Linked DNA regions of Sus scrofa: region 2 is linked to region 1. Evidence: chromatin contacts called from public promoter capture Hi-C data. All regions are on one chromosome and are shown on one strand. The core of a region is the stretch at or near the end of the contact, and the rest is flanking DNA. Distances in the headings are between cores, read along the strand shown. Region 1 overlaps SCARB2 (scavenger receptor class B member 2). Region 2 overlaps SHROOM3 (protein Shroom3).

Region 1 (7,880 bases), core at 3,997-6,496:
TCTTAGAGCAGAGTCCCCATTGTGGCATAGTGGAAATGAATCCGACTGGGGACCATGAGGTTGCGGGTTCGATCCACGGGTTCGGTCCCTGGCATCGCTCAGTGGGTTAAGGATCCGGCGTTGCCATGAGCTGTGGTGTAGGTCGCAGACGCGGCTTGGATCCCGCTTTGCTGTGCGTAGGCCAGCAGCTGTAGCTCTGATTAGACCCCTAGCCTGGGAACCTCCATATGACACCCTAAAAGGACAAAAGACATATGCAGCCCTAAAAGGACAAAAGACAAAAAAAATAAAGTGAAATAAAGTTATCTTAGACCTTCTTTAGGAAGTCTTTCAAATGTAATCTTTTCAACTGGGTAACAAAATGCAAATTTTAGGATTCTCCCCCACACTCAGTTTCTTCCTGTGTCTTCAGGATCAGCACAAGTGCAAATAAATGTTACTATAGGATTTTGGAGGGTAGCTGATAATTTTAAAAATATTTATTTGCCCCTTGTTTGGGTTCAGAAACTCTACCAATAGAATTTGGCTATCACTTCTTGGAATTCCCCTGTGGTGCAGTGGGTTAAGGATATGGTTTCATCACTGCAGTGGCTCAGGCTGCTGCTGTGGCATGGGTTCAATCCCTGGCCCGGGAACTTCCACATGCTGTGGGCATGGCCAAAAAGAAGAAGAATTTGCTTACCACTACTTAATTTAGTTTTCTACCTTGGATTTTTTTAACTATTAAAATACGTGTTGACTTTTTCTCTTGTTTTCAAATAGCAGAGACTGGGCGGTTGATTATAGCCTAGCATGATTACACTGGGCTCTGTTTTGTTTTTTGTTTTTTGTTTTTTTGCCTTTTCTAGGGCCACTCCAGCAGCATATGGAGGTTCCCAGGCTAGGGGTCTAATCAGAGCTGTAGTCATCGGCCTACGCCAGAGCCACAGCAATGCAGGATCTGAGCCGAGTCTGCGACGTATACCACAGCTCACCGCAATACCGTATCCTTAACCCATGGAGCAAGGCCAGGGATCGAACCCACAACCTCATGGTTCCTAGTTGAATTCGTTAACCACTGAGCCACGACGGGAACTCCTGGGCTCTGTTTTTAATGGCAATAACCTAATAATAATCTAATAAAAAATACATGGAAAAAAAAAATGAAAAAACAAATACCTGAGACCCAGGAAAATTTTCTTCATTTACACCAACCCCTTCTAAGGCTTCTATTGTAGCTCCTATGTGACCACTGCATAGTCAGCTGGACACTCATGATGGAGAGTGTGGAACGTGTTAGATCCTAGGTCTGCCCAGTTGCCTAGTGGGGCAGTTTATGGGGACCAAACCTATAGCCCTGATCAGGAGGAACGTGGCGCCACCTTGTGGCTAAAGTTACCAATGTATTTGGGAGCGTTTTTTACCCCCTTCTGCTGTGTCAGAAAAACTCAAGAGTTGCCAGGAAGGATGCCAAATTCACACTGAAAAAGTGTAATACTGAGAAAGGACAATAACTGAAGAGTCTTATTCTTCACACTCAGCCAGAGGGGAGCACACTGGCTTATTTTTCAGCTGTTTTGATCTCAACATTTACATTTACCTTTGCAGCCCCGTTTGCTGAAGGGGCCGTGGGAGTGTGGGGTGGGGATGCTGCTGTCTGAACTTGCTTGTGCTCCTCAGACCGCCATGGAATGGACCCACCTGCCCCTGCTCCGCGAGATCATCGAAGCCCTGTTGAGGGCCTATCGTCAGAAGCTCTTTGTGACTCACACAGTGGATGAATTGCTTTGGGGCTACAAAGATGAAATCTTGTCCCTCATCAACATTTTGGAACCCGACATCTCTCCCTATTTTGGCCTGTTCTATGGGGTAAGTTGATCTGTTGATTTTTCTTTTCAGGGATTCTTTGTTCAGCCGAGGGGGAGGGCAGTCTGAGCCAGATGTTATCTTCACTTTGGCTTTCTCCCAGGAGGAGACCAAAATTGCTCAGAATTCTAGATGTCTTACAGAGCGCATGAAAAATAAGACGGTGCTTTTTAGTAGGGGCAAAAAACTTTTCCCACGATTTCAACATGCTGCCAGTGCTGACTCTGCATGAGTGTTGCTGTGAGAAATAGATAGAGGAGTTCCCGTCGTGGCGCAGTGGTTAACGAATCTGACTAGGAACCATGGGGTTGCGGGTTCGATCCCTGGCCTTGCTCAGTGGGTTAACGATCCGGCGTTGCCGTGAGCTGTGGTGTAGGTTGCAGACGCGGCTTGGATCCCATGTTGCTGTGGCTCTGGCATAGACTGGCAGCTACAGCTCCGATTAGACCCCTAGCCTGGGAAACTCCATATGCCGCGGGAGCGGCCCAAGAAATGGCAAAAAGACAAAAAGACAAAAAAAAAAAAAAAAAAAAGAAATAGAGTGGCTGTGCCGTGAATCAGCTGCCATCTTTCAAAGTATCATCAATTTCAGGGATCCATGCCAAGTCTTATTTTGATTACCTGGGAACTAAACCCATAAATCAGCCTAGAATGGATAAGCAACGAAGTCCTGCTGTGTAGCACAGAGAACTATTATCTAATCACTTGTATAGAACATGACAGAAGATAATATGAGAAAAAGAATGTATATCTATGTATAACTGGGTCATTTTGCTGTACAGCAGAAATTGACAGAATGTTACAAATCAACTATAATAAAAATTTTAAAAAAATAGATCAGCCTGGCAAAAGTAAACAAGGAACTAAATAGCGACGTGACAGTCCATTAGGGGTGGGAGCTATTTATTAGATTTTCAGACATCTTATTTATGAAAGAGGCTGGATAGTTTGAAACTCTGTGCGTCCTGGTCTATGATTTCTTCTGCCTATAAGTGGACTTTTGTATCATTCCTTGCAGATTCACTTTGGTTTGAAACCAAAAATATTGACATTCGAGTACTTATTCAAAGCATATTTTATTGCTGCCTGAGCTTCAAATGAATTAAAATTAAAAGTAATAAAGAATCGGAAGTTGTCTGATGGCCTAGTGAGTTAAGGCGCCCGGGTTTTCACCACTGTGGCTCTGATCGCTGCTGTGGGGCAGATTTGATCTCCGGCCTGGGAATTTCCGTACGCTGCAGGTGTGGCAAAACAAAAAACAAACAAAAACAAGACCAAGAGGGAAGCTGAAATAATCATTACAACTCTTATTTTTTAAAAAAGTAATAAAAACCCCTCCCCCTCGAAAATAAAACCCTTGCATAAAATGGATAGTTGGGAGATGAGTCAATGACAAACTTGGGAAGAACAGGTTATAGAGTAGAGGCAGGATACAGAATTGGGATAAATTTCCTCATCTTTAGATTTGTTGTTATTCTCTGGCTCTAACTACTCAAGAATCTCACCTTCATCATTCAGTCTCCTAGCATTTCACCTTCTCTTGTGAATGGTGCTCCTACTGCTCCTGTACTGTCAAGGGTATACAAAACTTAGAAACTGTTCAGAGTGGGAACTAACTTTTAAACATCTTTGCAAGATGAGTGTGTCCTGCGAGTAGGGTCCCACCAACCCTAAATCCTTCACTCTGGGTGAGCAGGCTGCCTGATGTTCCCTAAAGGTCCCATCTAATAGGGGTCCAGCTTCCACCAGAAGAAACATTGATGTCTTTTTTTTTTTTTTTTTTTGTCTTTTTGCCTTTTCTAGGGCCGCTTCCTGTGGCATATGGAGGTTCTCAGGCTAGGGGTCGAATCGGAGCTATAGCCGTCGTCTACACCAGAACCACAGCAACGTGGGATCCGAGCCGCATCCACAGCCTGCACCACAGCTCATGGCAACACTGGATCCTCAACCCACTGAGCAAGACCATGGATCAAACCCACAACCTCATGGTTCCTAGTCGGATTCGTTAACCACTGCACCACGACAGGAACTCCAAGCACTGATGTCTTATTAAGCTGTGACTAGACTCTCTTCTAGAAATCATTTCAGAGGAGCTTCCTGTAGAGGATACAAAGGTTTCCTTAAGCTCCCTTTGGTCCCAGCGGCTAAGATCCATCTGCTAAGTAGATCCTGTTTCTAATACCTCAGCATTTCTCAGAAAATTTTTGTCATTGAGCCTGCTTTGTCTTTACGTTGACCTCATCGGGCTTATAATATGTATCTTTAGATAGATGTTTAACATGTAACTCATCCATATGGACCTATTGGAGAAATTGGCATTTTGCTTTTCTGTGGCAGGGGTGTATTTTATTTTTTTTCTTTCTCTGCCCCTGGCCATTGCCTCTCCTTGCAAGCACACTGCAGCTCTCTGAGCCCCCGTTAGTGAAAAGCCCTACCAGGGCTCAGTTAGATTCGGACCTGGAGTGGATTTCCCACCCCTGGGAAACAGAGCATGAGACTTAGACCCAGGGGGCTGCATGTGTGTCCTGACTTTTTCATTTAATAACTATAAGACTTCTCTGAACCTCACTTTCATCACTGGTAACTTAAGATTAAAGGTATCCAGAGTTCCCATCGTGGCGCAGTGGTTAACAAATCTGACTAGGAACCATGAGGTTGCGGGTTCGATCCCTGGCCTTGCTCAGTGGGTTAAGGATCCAGCGTTGCGGTGAGCTGTGGTGTAGGTCGTAGACGAGGCTCGGATCTGGCATTGCTGTGGCTCTGGCGTTGCTGCGGCTCTGGCGTAGGCTGGTGGCTACAGTTCTGATTCGACCCCTAGCCCGGGAACCTCCATATGCCGAGGGAGGTGGCCCTAGAAAAGACAAAAAGACAAAAAAAAAAAAAACAAAAAAAAAGGTTAAAGGTATCCACACTCCAAAGGTTGCTTTGAATGGCCCAATGAGAGTCCGCAAAAGTGCTCTGCAAACTGTAAATTGCAACACACATTTCAGGAACACTGGTTCTTTTTCCCTTCCATGACTGGCTCAAAAAAAAAAAAAAATTAATATGAATGGCTGGGGTATGTTTTCATTTTGAAGCTAAATAAACTCTCTATAGTGTTGTTGGAAAAAGAGGCAAAGGTGTCTCCTCTTTGGTTTTTTCACCTGCTCTGGCCAAAAACTAATTCTATAGGCAGCAGCACGGAAGTCCACACTTGAGCCATCATTCATTCAAGACCGGGCCAGGCTGTGGGGTTGTCTCCTTCCCTGACACGGCCTTGTCTGCACCTGCCCCACCCGGCCTCAGACCCTTCCTTAATCTTAGTGGCATTCGGCCACATTCCCCTGTGATCCCCTGGACCTGTGTGCCCGGTCCACCTGTTCCATCACATGCTGTGTTGCAAACAGAAAGCCTTAAAGCACTTGAACACTTTTCCTTCAAAGACTTTAATGATGAAATAGCCAAACAGCAAATGGGGTGGGACAGGGTGTGAGAGTGACTGGGGGAAGGTAATACAGACAGAGTATTGGCACTGGGCTCCCGAGAAAAGGTGACCTGGCTGAATGTCAGGTGCTCTTATTTGCCTTTGGAAAGCCAGTCCGCTCATCTGTACCCGTTGATTTCAGAGCACCTCTGTTTTCCTTGGCATAAGAGAGTTCAAGCATCTCCCAGTGAGTGTGGATTCCTGGAAGGATAAAATGAGAGTGGCTGGGGAGTATCTTTGAGGGTCAGCCGGTCCAGCCAATCCTCCTGGATGGATTAGGCTTGTATCAGGCTAGTGGTGTGGATGCTGTCAGCCTGTTCTCAGAACATCTCTCCACCTCCTGCAGTAATAGTTCCTTGTGTTAACCCAAATCCCTACCGTCATGCCACAAAACCCATCATTCCTGCTTGTCCTCACATAACAAAGGTTCTAGAGAGTGACAGGGAAGCATTCACATCCAGTGTCTGACTCTTGGGCTGAAAGCAGCTGGGAAGAACTCTTTGAGTTGCTCTGAAATATTTAAATGCTGAACCAGTTCGCTTAACCCACATGTGGGTTAAGCATAGGTCTTCAGAAAGGCACAGACATGCATTTTTAAAACTGATGGTTCAGCTTTTTTTTTTTTTTTTAATGTGAGGTATTTGAATTTGCTTCTAAATTGTTGTGTTTGTTCACATTGTTGCCCTTAAAAAAGTCCTTTCTTGTATCTTAAAGTCACATAAAATTTCCTGTGTGGACACAACGTGACTATTATGTATGTGGACCGTGTTGGTATGTTGACATAGTTGGTGAGATGAAGTTAAGTGATAAAAGAACCCAAGTAGGCAAAAAAAATTGAAAAGAGAATTCAGAGAGCCTGAATGCCTTTTAAGGCAAATGATTGAAAAAAAGAGTTCAACCTCAGTAAATACAGAAATGCAAAAAGAGATAAGAAACCCTTTTTTTGTTGACCCAATAAGCCAAATCTAGCGAAAGGCATTTGGGAAATGTAAACTGATTTATCTTGCTGTTTCCACTGGGTGGCCTTGAGCAACTTGATACCATGAATCAAAAGCTTTAAAAATGTTCATGTTCTTTTGTCTGGTAATTTCACTTTTAGTGATCCTTTTAGAAAATGAAATACAGAAAAGATTTTGAATCATGAAGATATTCATACATCATTGTTAGTGGCAAAAAATTCAAAACTAGATATTCAGTAATAGGAAAATGGTTAGGTTATAATATTACCACATAATATTATAGAGTCAGTAAATTTTACCTATGAAGAACTTCTGATAACACAGGAAATATACATATCAGTAAAGAAATTGTGTATTTGTATATATGTACAAAAATTGTGTATATTATATAGTATGTATGTATATATTATATATATCTTAGTTCTATAGACAAATTTTGTGTAGAAAACAGACCAAAATACTTCTAAAAATATACATATATATTTCTTGAAGTCCTCCACTTAACTTGGATGTGGCCTAAGCTAAATGGTTAAGCATTTAAATACTTCCAAGAAACCTTTTCGTTCTGCCAGAAGTCAAAGCCCATCCCCAGATGAAGAACTTTTGAGAACGTATAGAGTGTCTGCTCCTAAGAAGTGTCACTTGTGGAGTTCCCGTCGTGGCGCAGTGGTTAACGAATCCGACTAGGAACCATGAGGTTGCGGGTTCGGTCCCTGCCCTTGCTCAGTGGGTTAACGATCCGGCGTTGCCATGAGCTGTGATGTAGGTTGCAGACGCGGCTCGGATCCCGCGTTGCTGTGGCTCTGGCGTAGGCCGGTGGCTACAGCTCCGATTAGACCCCTAGCCTGGGAATCTCCATATGCCGCGGAAGCGGCCCAAGAAATAGCAAAAAGACAAAAAAAAAAAAAAAAAAAAAAAAGAAGTGTCACTTGTAAAGAATATATACCTGAAGAAACCTTTCATTGCAAGTGTGATTGTATCAATGCCACTTTCTTCTAGCGCAGCTCTTGATATGTAATTGGGTCCTGGCCCTGGAGTTATGCTTTTTTTAATTGAGATATAATTCAGTTAAAATAAACATAAAATTATGTTGAATGTAAAGCTCACTATTTAAAAGCGTACATTTCAGTGGTTTTTTTAGTATCTTTACAAGGCTGTGCAACCACCACCACTGTCTAATTCCAGAACATTTTCTTCCCCCAAACCACAACCCGTTAGCAGATACGTCCATTCGCCTCTCCTACCAGCTTCTGGTAACCACAAATCTATTTTCTGTCTCTATGGACTGGCCCATTCTGGACAGCTGTATAATGGAATGGAATTTATATGAATTCATACACTATATGATCTTTCATGTCTAGTTTCTTTTATGTAGTATTTTTAGAAGGTTTATCCATGCGTGACATGTATCAGCATTTCCTTCCTTTTTATGGCTGTGTAATAATATTCACTGAATGGATATACCACACAATTCTCTATCCATTCTTCAGCTGATGAATACTTGGATTATTTCTACTTTTTGGCTATTATGAATGATGCTGCTATGAACATTTATATAGGAGTTTTTGTATGAACATTAGATCTGTACCTTGGAGTGGAATTCTCTTGGGTAG
Region 2 (7,880 bases), core at 2,972-5,471, 280 kb before region 1:
AAGCCACGGCTGTGACCTACACCACAGCTCACGGCAAAGCCGGATCATTAACCCACTGAGCAAGGGCAAGGATCGAACCCCCAACCTCATGGTTCCTAGTCGGATTCGTTAACCACTGCGCCATGACGGGAACTCCCTCCCTGTCTTTCTAATTAATTGGTTTTTCACTACGATCTTTGTTATGACTTTTTTCCTACTTACTTTGAAATACAAATCATTGTGAAAGCCACAATATAGAGGAATTACTTGTTACGTAGCAATAGGTTACTGAAACACAAAGGAAAACAGATTCTCTGCAAATGAGCTACTTGAAGAAGTTCCAGAAGTTTTAGTTAGCCAAGACATAGTGCTGGGGTGAATAGGAGTTAAAGCGTTTGGCTGATATGCTGTGGAATCAAAAATCATACAATATTAGAGTTCCTGTCATGGCAGAGCAGAAATGAATTCATCTAGGAACCATGAGGTTGCAGGTTCGATCCCTGGCCTCGCTCAATGGGTTAAGGATCCAGGGTTGCCATGAGCTGTGGTATAGTTTGCAAACGCGGCTTGGATCTGCGTGGCTGTGGCTGTGGCGTGGGCCAGAAGCTATAGCTCTGATTAGACCCCTAGCCTGGGAACCTCCATTTTTTGTGGCCCTCAAAAGACAAAAAGACAAAAAAAAATTTTTTTTTTAATCACAACATTGTTGAATGAGTGAAAAAGTACTTTGATCAGGTCAAGTTGAAATGACTTGTCCAAAATCACACAGTGAATAGGAACAAATCTAGGAATAGAACTGGAGCTTCCCTAACTCTCAGCTCATCATATACTTATTTATTCTACAAATATTTATCGAGCGCATTCTTTGTGTAAGGCACTATGCCAGGAGCTGGGGATGCAGTGATGGTCCTTGTCCTTAGAGAGGTTACATTCCATCAGGTGACACTGACCTTAGGCAATGACCTACTTGACTTTTTTGTTTGCTTAATTACAACTGTGATAAGAGTCACCAAGGGGAATAGGGCGCTTGGGTGGGGGAGGGTCTCTGAAATAGTCGGGAGAGAACAGCGACAGTTAAGCTGCAACCAAAGGACAAGTAAAAATGAACTGCAATGAAGGGAAGGGAAGATTTCAGGTAGAACTAAAGGCACCAACCCTTTCCACTACATCAACTGCTTGTCATATATCATGGTGTTCCTGACTCTAGAATCCCAGCAAGATTCTTGGGTCAGGAGTTCCCATCGTGGCGCAGTGGTTAACAAATCTGACTAGGAACCACGAGGTTGTGGGTTCGATCCCTGCCCTTGCTCAGTGGGTTAAGGATCCGGCTTTGCCATGAGCTGCGGTGTAGGTCGCAGACGTGGCTTGGATCCCGCATTGCTGTGGCTGTGGTGTAGGCCGGTGGCTACAGCTCTGATTAGACCCCTAGCCTGGGAACCTCCATGTGCCGTGGGAAGTGGCCCTAGAAAAGGCATAAAGACAAAAAAAAAAAAAAAGATTCCTCGGTCAGCAAGATAATCAGGAGATAAGACTAGCAAGTGGAAATACACAGAAAAGAAAGAGAGAGAGAAATGAGAAATCAGTAAGAGTAGAGTTTTCCTACTTGAGAGACATAACCGAAGGCCAACTGGTCCAAGAGGGTGTGGGACACCGTGACAATGGAAAGATGGGAACTATCGAAGCTGTTAACCCATGGTTTGGGTCAAAAACCACCAGGAAAAAGGGTCTCACTGGGAATTCCTGAAGCTCCAATAACTTGTCTGTGTCTAGTGCCTTCATTAGGGACGCGCCTACCTCTCTGGGGCTTGGGGCAGGTGATCATGGCAAGTTCATGTAAATTTCTGGGGCCACTACCACACCTCAGGGCCACAAGGTCCCTGAGGATGGCTCATCCAGCTCCCGGACCCTGCAGGGCTTTGCCCTCCTTACCCGGAAATGTCCCATCCGCTTAATTCTCAGACACCTGTGCCCTTAGCAGATCTAAACCTGTCATTAGGCAAAAGAGCTCTAAACTTAAATCTTTTGCATCCCAGACTCTGAACACATCCTCCAAGCCTCCTATTCTTGCCACATGTTCTCCGTTGTTGTGCTCATCACACAGTCTTCAGTCTTAATACCTTTGCTCCATTGACACCTCTATTGTCTCCCAAAGGAGTCATTCCTGCCTAGCTTCAAGTCCTCTCTCATCACGCTTGGTCTTTCTATGGGGTCCATTTGTCAGCACTGCAGCCGCGAGCCATCTGCTTCTGTTTGAGTATCCAGGCTGCTGGGTGCTGATGATAATGATACTGCCATGCAGATGATGCCCCAAAAGTATCATGGTCTCTCTTCTAAGCTGACAATCAACGCTGTCCCTATTCCCCACACGCGCCACACACTCGCCACATCAACGCTCACCAGCCAGCTTGTCTGCCCTTTCTCTCACGTCACTGAAAATATACACCTGCAATGTCAGAACCACATCAACTTCCTGCTCCTCTGCTGTCAGATGGGACTTCCTAGATGTAGAGCCAGAGACGGATTCACACGTAAAGTGATGTGCTGAGAAAACTATAAGGAAGTGAGGGAGGCAGGATGGCACAGAAGTCAGGATGTGGTTGCAGCTGAAGCCTGTTTTCAGGCTGATCCCCCGGGAACTCTGGAGCAGGAATAGCACAGAGCTGTCCACTTGGAGCCAAGGAGGTCAGAGTCTTGTCCTTTCTCATCAATCAGCCATTGGCTATAGGCTGTTCCTGGGGAAGCATACATAGCCCCTGGGCAAATTTTTTCTTTTCTTTTTTTTGCTTTTTAGGGCTGCACCCATGACATATGGAAGTTCCCAGGCTAGGGGTTGAATCCGAGCTGCAGCTGCTGGCCACAGCCACCACAGCCATGCCAGATCCAAGCCATGTTTGCAACCTAGGCCTCAGCGTGCAGCAACGCCAGATCCTTAACCCACTGAGCGAGGCCAGGGATGGAACCCACATACTCATGGATACTAGTTCGTAATCCACTTTGCCACAATAGGAACTCCAGGCCTGGGCCATTTCTGCTCCTTTCAGCAGAGGGCAGTCTATCCTGAGAGAGGGCAGCAGGGCAGCCTGACAGCCAGTGCTCCCAGACAGCCAGTGCTCCCAGTCCTGTCAAGGGGATCTGGGCACCGCACCACCAGCAGCTCCTGCGGTGCCCTAGCCCACAGGCTTCCTTACATCTATCATCTTCCTCTCCCTGAATTCCTCAGGGTCCCCACCCGCAGCACAGCCTAACCCAGTGTGAATTAGCCCCACAGCACTCAGGACCTTCTAGTGCCCCCATCAGCTTCCTTTGTTTGCTAAGCTCCCAGACAGCAGGGGCATTCGCTCTTCTCTGTTTCCCTGGTGCCTAGTACGCAGAAGAAAGCTGTCCTGAGCAAAGGCTTTGGCCTCCTTGGTGGTTCTAGTAGCAGGACCTTCAATTAGGCAGAAGCTGAAAGAGAAGAACCTTCCTCATCCTCTGGATCACCCTCAGATGGCACAGGTGACAAATTTAAGCAGCCCCTTCAGAAGTGGCCTTGACCCCTGACCTCCATTTACCAAATTCGGCATGTCGGGCACCAAAGCCTAAAACCCAAGGACCCCCTGAGAGCACCACACAGAGGGCACCCCAAAGAGTCCCTCCCACCACCATCCTCGCGGTAAATCACTGAAAAGCCAAGGTGTGTGCTCTGTGCTGGTATTCGGGGATGGGCACATCCCCTTAGCATCAGCCTCTCATCCCAGCCATTTCTTGTACCATGTGTGTAGCGGTAACTCAGCAGGTTCTCTTCCCTGTTAATTTATTTGCTGCTTTTAACATAAAGGGCCCTGAGATGCTGAGCATCTGGGAGAGGTGGCCTCCAGCTCAGCCATCCACTCACTTCATGGGGAAGCACGGTTACCGAACCCACATGTGTTAAGTGGTCTTGTTTGACCAGCAGGAACAAACGTGCAGTGTGCAATGTTGACTGTGCCTCTGCAGTGCCGCAGGCAGCTACCTACACATGGGATCACAACCCAAGAGCAAGCCTGTCCCTCTATCCTCTGTGGACTCATGCCTTTTGCTTCCTTAAAGACAGACGATTGGGCAAAGAGTGTACAGACATTTGAAGGATGAGTAGAAATAAAATCTGAAAAGGCTTGGAAATTTAGAAGAGAGTTTGAGAAATGTGGCAATCATTTCTCTATTGAGAAAGAGCTAGCCCACAGTGGTGGCAGGGAGGAATCAATCTGGAACACACACGCCAGCGGAAATCAATCTAAGAGGGAGGGGGTTGCTGAGCACAGGGAATGTGACAAATAAACCAAGTTCCACCCACTCAAATCAAAATTCAGAACAAGGACCAGAAAAGGGATGTCATAACACAGCCTATCGTGAAAAGTTAATATTTTCATTTTTGTGAAAACCAATTAAGGGTGAGAAAGGGAAAGGGGACTGAAAAAATGTTCAAGGGTTGGAGTCCCCACTGTGGCTCAGTGGAAATGAACCCAACTAGTACCCATGAGGATTCGAGGGATCCCAGATCCCTCATTTCTGTGGCTGTGGCTGTGGCCAGCAGCTACAGCTCCAATTCGACCCCAAGCCTGGGAATTTCCATATGCTGTAGGTGCGGCCACAGGTGGGCAAAAGACCTGAATAGACATTTCTCCAAAGAAGATATACAGATGGCCAACAAGCACATGAAAAAAAATGCTCAACATCACTGATTATTAGAGAAATGCAAATCAAAACAACCATGAGATACACCTCACACCAGTCAGAATGGCCATCATTCATAAGTCCACAAATAACAAATGCTGGAGGGGTTGTGGAGAAAAGGGAACCCTCCTGCACTGTTGATGGCAATGTAAATTGATACAACCACTACGAAAACAGTATGGAGGTACCTCAGAAAACTAAATATAGAACTGTCATATGACCCATCAATCCCACTCTTGGGCATATATGCGGACAAAACTTTCCTTGAAAAAGACACATGCACTCGCATGTTCATTGCAGCACTATTCACAATAGCCAAGACGTGGAAACAACCTAAATGTCAATTGACAGATGAATGGATTAGGAAGATGTGATATAAACACACAATGGAACACTACTCAGCCATAAAAAAGAACAAAATAATACCATTTGCAGCAACATGGATGGAATTAGAGACTCTCCTACTGTGTGAAGTCAGAAAAAGAAAGACAAATACCATATGATATCACTTATATCTGGAATCTAATATACAGCACAAATGAACCTTTCCACAGAAAAGAAACTCATGGACTTGGAGAATAGACTTGTGGTTGCCAAGGGGGAGGGGCAGGGAGTGGGATGGACTGGGAGTCCGGGGTTAATAGATGCAAACTCTTGCCTTTAGAATAGATAAGCAACGAGATCCTCTGTATAGCACTGAGAACCATATCTAAGTCACTTATGATGGAGCATGATGGAGGATAATGTGAGAAAAAGAATGTATATATGTATATGTGACTAGGTCACTTTGCTGTGCAGTAGAAAATTGACAGAACACTGTAAACAAACTACAATGGAAAAAATAAAAATCATTAAAAAGGGGAGGGAAGCCAAAGGGATCTAACTTATTTGCATCCTTAGTATTTTTTTTTTTTTTTTTTTTTAGGGTAACTGAGGAATCAGGAGAGAGAGGGCTCTCTGTCTCCCAATTCCTGACATATACCTCAGGCTTTTCACTCCCCTCACCTTTGGCTGAACCTACTCAGCCCTCTACAGGGACCACAGATCTATGAGACCTACAGAATCCTCCTGGAGTGCTGCCTTTATCCTCTCTTGAGTAATTTAGGCTGATGTCATTACATCAGTGACTTCCAGCAGAATTCACGTTGCCAGGTTTAGCAAATCCAAATATAAGACTACCAGTTAAATCTGAATTTCAAATAAGATCTTAGATATTTTTAGTATAAGTATATCCCTTATGATATTTGGGATATACTCATACTAAAAAAAAATTTTTTTTTTTGCTTCACTGAAATTCAAATTTAAGTAAGTATCCTGTATTTTATCTGGCATGTCCACCCAAAATTCTAGCATCAGAACCAAATTTTGTTGACATAATACTTCTAGAAAGATTTGTCTCCAGGCATGATCTCTCAGAGGTGTGTGAGAGGTGTATTTCATCCCACCCTTGGGGTAGATCATGGCTTAAACAGCAGAAACTCTAAGCTCACATGGACAAGATCTTACACAAGATTTAGTCAAATATTTTCATTGGCAAATATGGAAGCCTGGAAAGATTAAATAATTTTCCCTCCTAAGTGGCAGAATCAAGACTAGAATAGCATGTTTCCCCTGCTTCCTCCCTGACAAGAATTTTCTTATCATGAACTTTATATATAACACACAAAACTTCAGGAGCCAATTGATGAAGTGGGTACTAAATTCCAAAATAACTTTGCCAACTTAAAAAGAAGAAAATGGGAGTTCCCTGGTGGCCTAGCGGTTAAGGATCCAGGGTTGCAGGGTTGTCACTACTATGGCTTGGGTCACTGCTGTGGCACAGGTTCAATCCCTGGCCCAGGAAATGCCATGGGCATGGTCAAAAGAAAAAAATAAAAAGGAACAAAATGAGTAAAAAGAATAGCATAATAAAGAAAGAGTCGGCCTTTGTGAAATCTAACTTTGCAATGTACTTTTTTTTTTTTCTTTTCCAGGGCCACACTTGTGGCATATGGAGGTTCCCAGGCTAGGGGTCAAATCAGATCTGTAGCCACCGGCCTACACCAGAGCCACAGCAACGGGGGATCTCCAAGCCACGTCTGCGACCTACACCACAGCTCAGGGCAACACCAGATCCTTAACCCACTGAGCAAGGCCAGGGATGGAACCCACAACCTCATGGTTCCTAGTCAGATTCGTTAACCACTGAGCCACGATGGGAACTCCTGTAATGTACATTTTGAATCTTATTTTGAAATTCTGTAATTAATTACTTTCCAATAGGTCATCCAGAAAACACTTGCTCCAATTTGAAAGCTCCATGAAGCAGCTTAATTCTTCTTAGCACATCTATCACTGGGCCAAGCATGCCTCACTGCCAGCAGATACCAGCAATGCTACAAAGGTGGGAGGAAGCGAATGAAAAGAGCAGCAACTCTGAAAATGAAGATGCTTCCTTCGCCCAGTGTGTATCTAGGGGCTATGGGAATGCTTCGATTTCTAATGATCCCCGTTGTTGTTTGAAAAGCACATTGCAACACTAAAACCTAACAGGGACTCTCACCTAGCAGCAAACTGGGCCAGATTGTTGGACCTTTAGAGACTTTTGTTAAAATGCCCTCATTTTCTAGAAATGGGATCCAAAGTGCATTCTCGTTTTAAGGAACTCCTACTATTTTAAAGGCTTCAGTGGACAGTTCCGATACTCACCGCCCCCCCCCATGGAGTTTTCCCCCAAATTAATGTCCAAAAGAGAAAATATAGCCAGCTTCAGATCCCAAGGTAATCTGGGACCCGCACAAGGCCTGTGTCAGTTGGGATGCTGTGGCTACAAATAGCAAGACACCCATCCAAAAGTGCCTTGAAAAATAAGTTTTTTTCATGATAAGTTGAGAGAAGGATGGTCTGGGTGATGTTTCAGGAGCTTCCCAATGTCAGAGCTCTGAGTCAACTTCCCACTTGTTTTCTCCACCTGTGCCTCAGGACTACAAGATGGCTGCAGCAGCTCCCTGTGTGATAAACTTGCACTTGAAATCCAAAGCAGAAAGAGATTTTCCTTACTGGATTCCTTATCATTGAAGAGAAAAATCTTTCCTAGAAATTCCCAGTAGGTATCTGCTTGTGTCTCATGAAACAAAGCTGGGTCACATGCAAGGGAGTCTAGGAAAGCAAGAATCCAGAATGTTTAGCTTCTTTGTAGGGAGATGAAGGCTATGACGTTAAGGAAAGAC

What was found. Promoter capture Hi-C pulls out the DNA fragments that hold promoters and counts their contacts.
Region 2: a promoter capture Hi-C map of liver shows a contact between it and region 1, with 4 times the contacts expected there. The contact joins two enhancer-like sites. A contact is called at or near these places in 1 of 5 promoter capture datasets (liver), 19 of 47 Hi-C or Micro-C datasets (alveolar macrophages, brain, embryonic fibroblasts and 10 more) and 1 of 2 datasets of contacts at active chromatin or transcription factors (alveolar macrophages).

Annotation. Positions count from the first base shown.
Region 1 is chr8:71,868,912-71,876,791 of Sscrofa11.1, reverse strand. SCARB2 (scavenger receptor class B member 2) reads left to right here. Exons shown (of 12, transcript NM_001244155.1): 4 at 1,660-1,848. Among named protein-coding and RNA genes, the nearest start is that of SCARB2, 38 kb to the left of the region's middle. Within about 2 kb of position 5,246, at least 8 of the 83 cell types and tissues checked have an H3K27ac peak or open chromatin away from gene starts, as enhancers often do. A contact at or near this core is called in fetal liver and liver, where this site is marked.
Region 2 is chr8:72,149,987-72,157,866 of Sscrofa11.1, reverse strand. The region is part of intron 2 of SHROOM3 (protein Shroom3); the gene reads right to left. Among named protein-coding and RNA genes, the nearest start is that of SHROOM3, 56 kb to the right of the region's middle. Within about 2 kb of position 4,221, at least 2 of the 83 cell types and tissues checked have an H3K27ac peak or open chromatin away from gene starts, as enhancers often do. A contact at or near this core is called in fetal liver and liver, where this site is marked.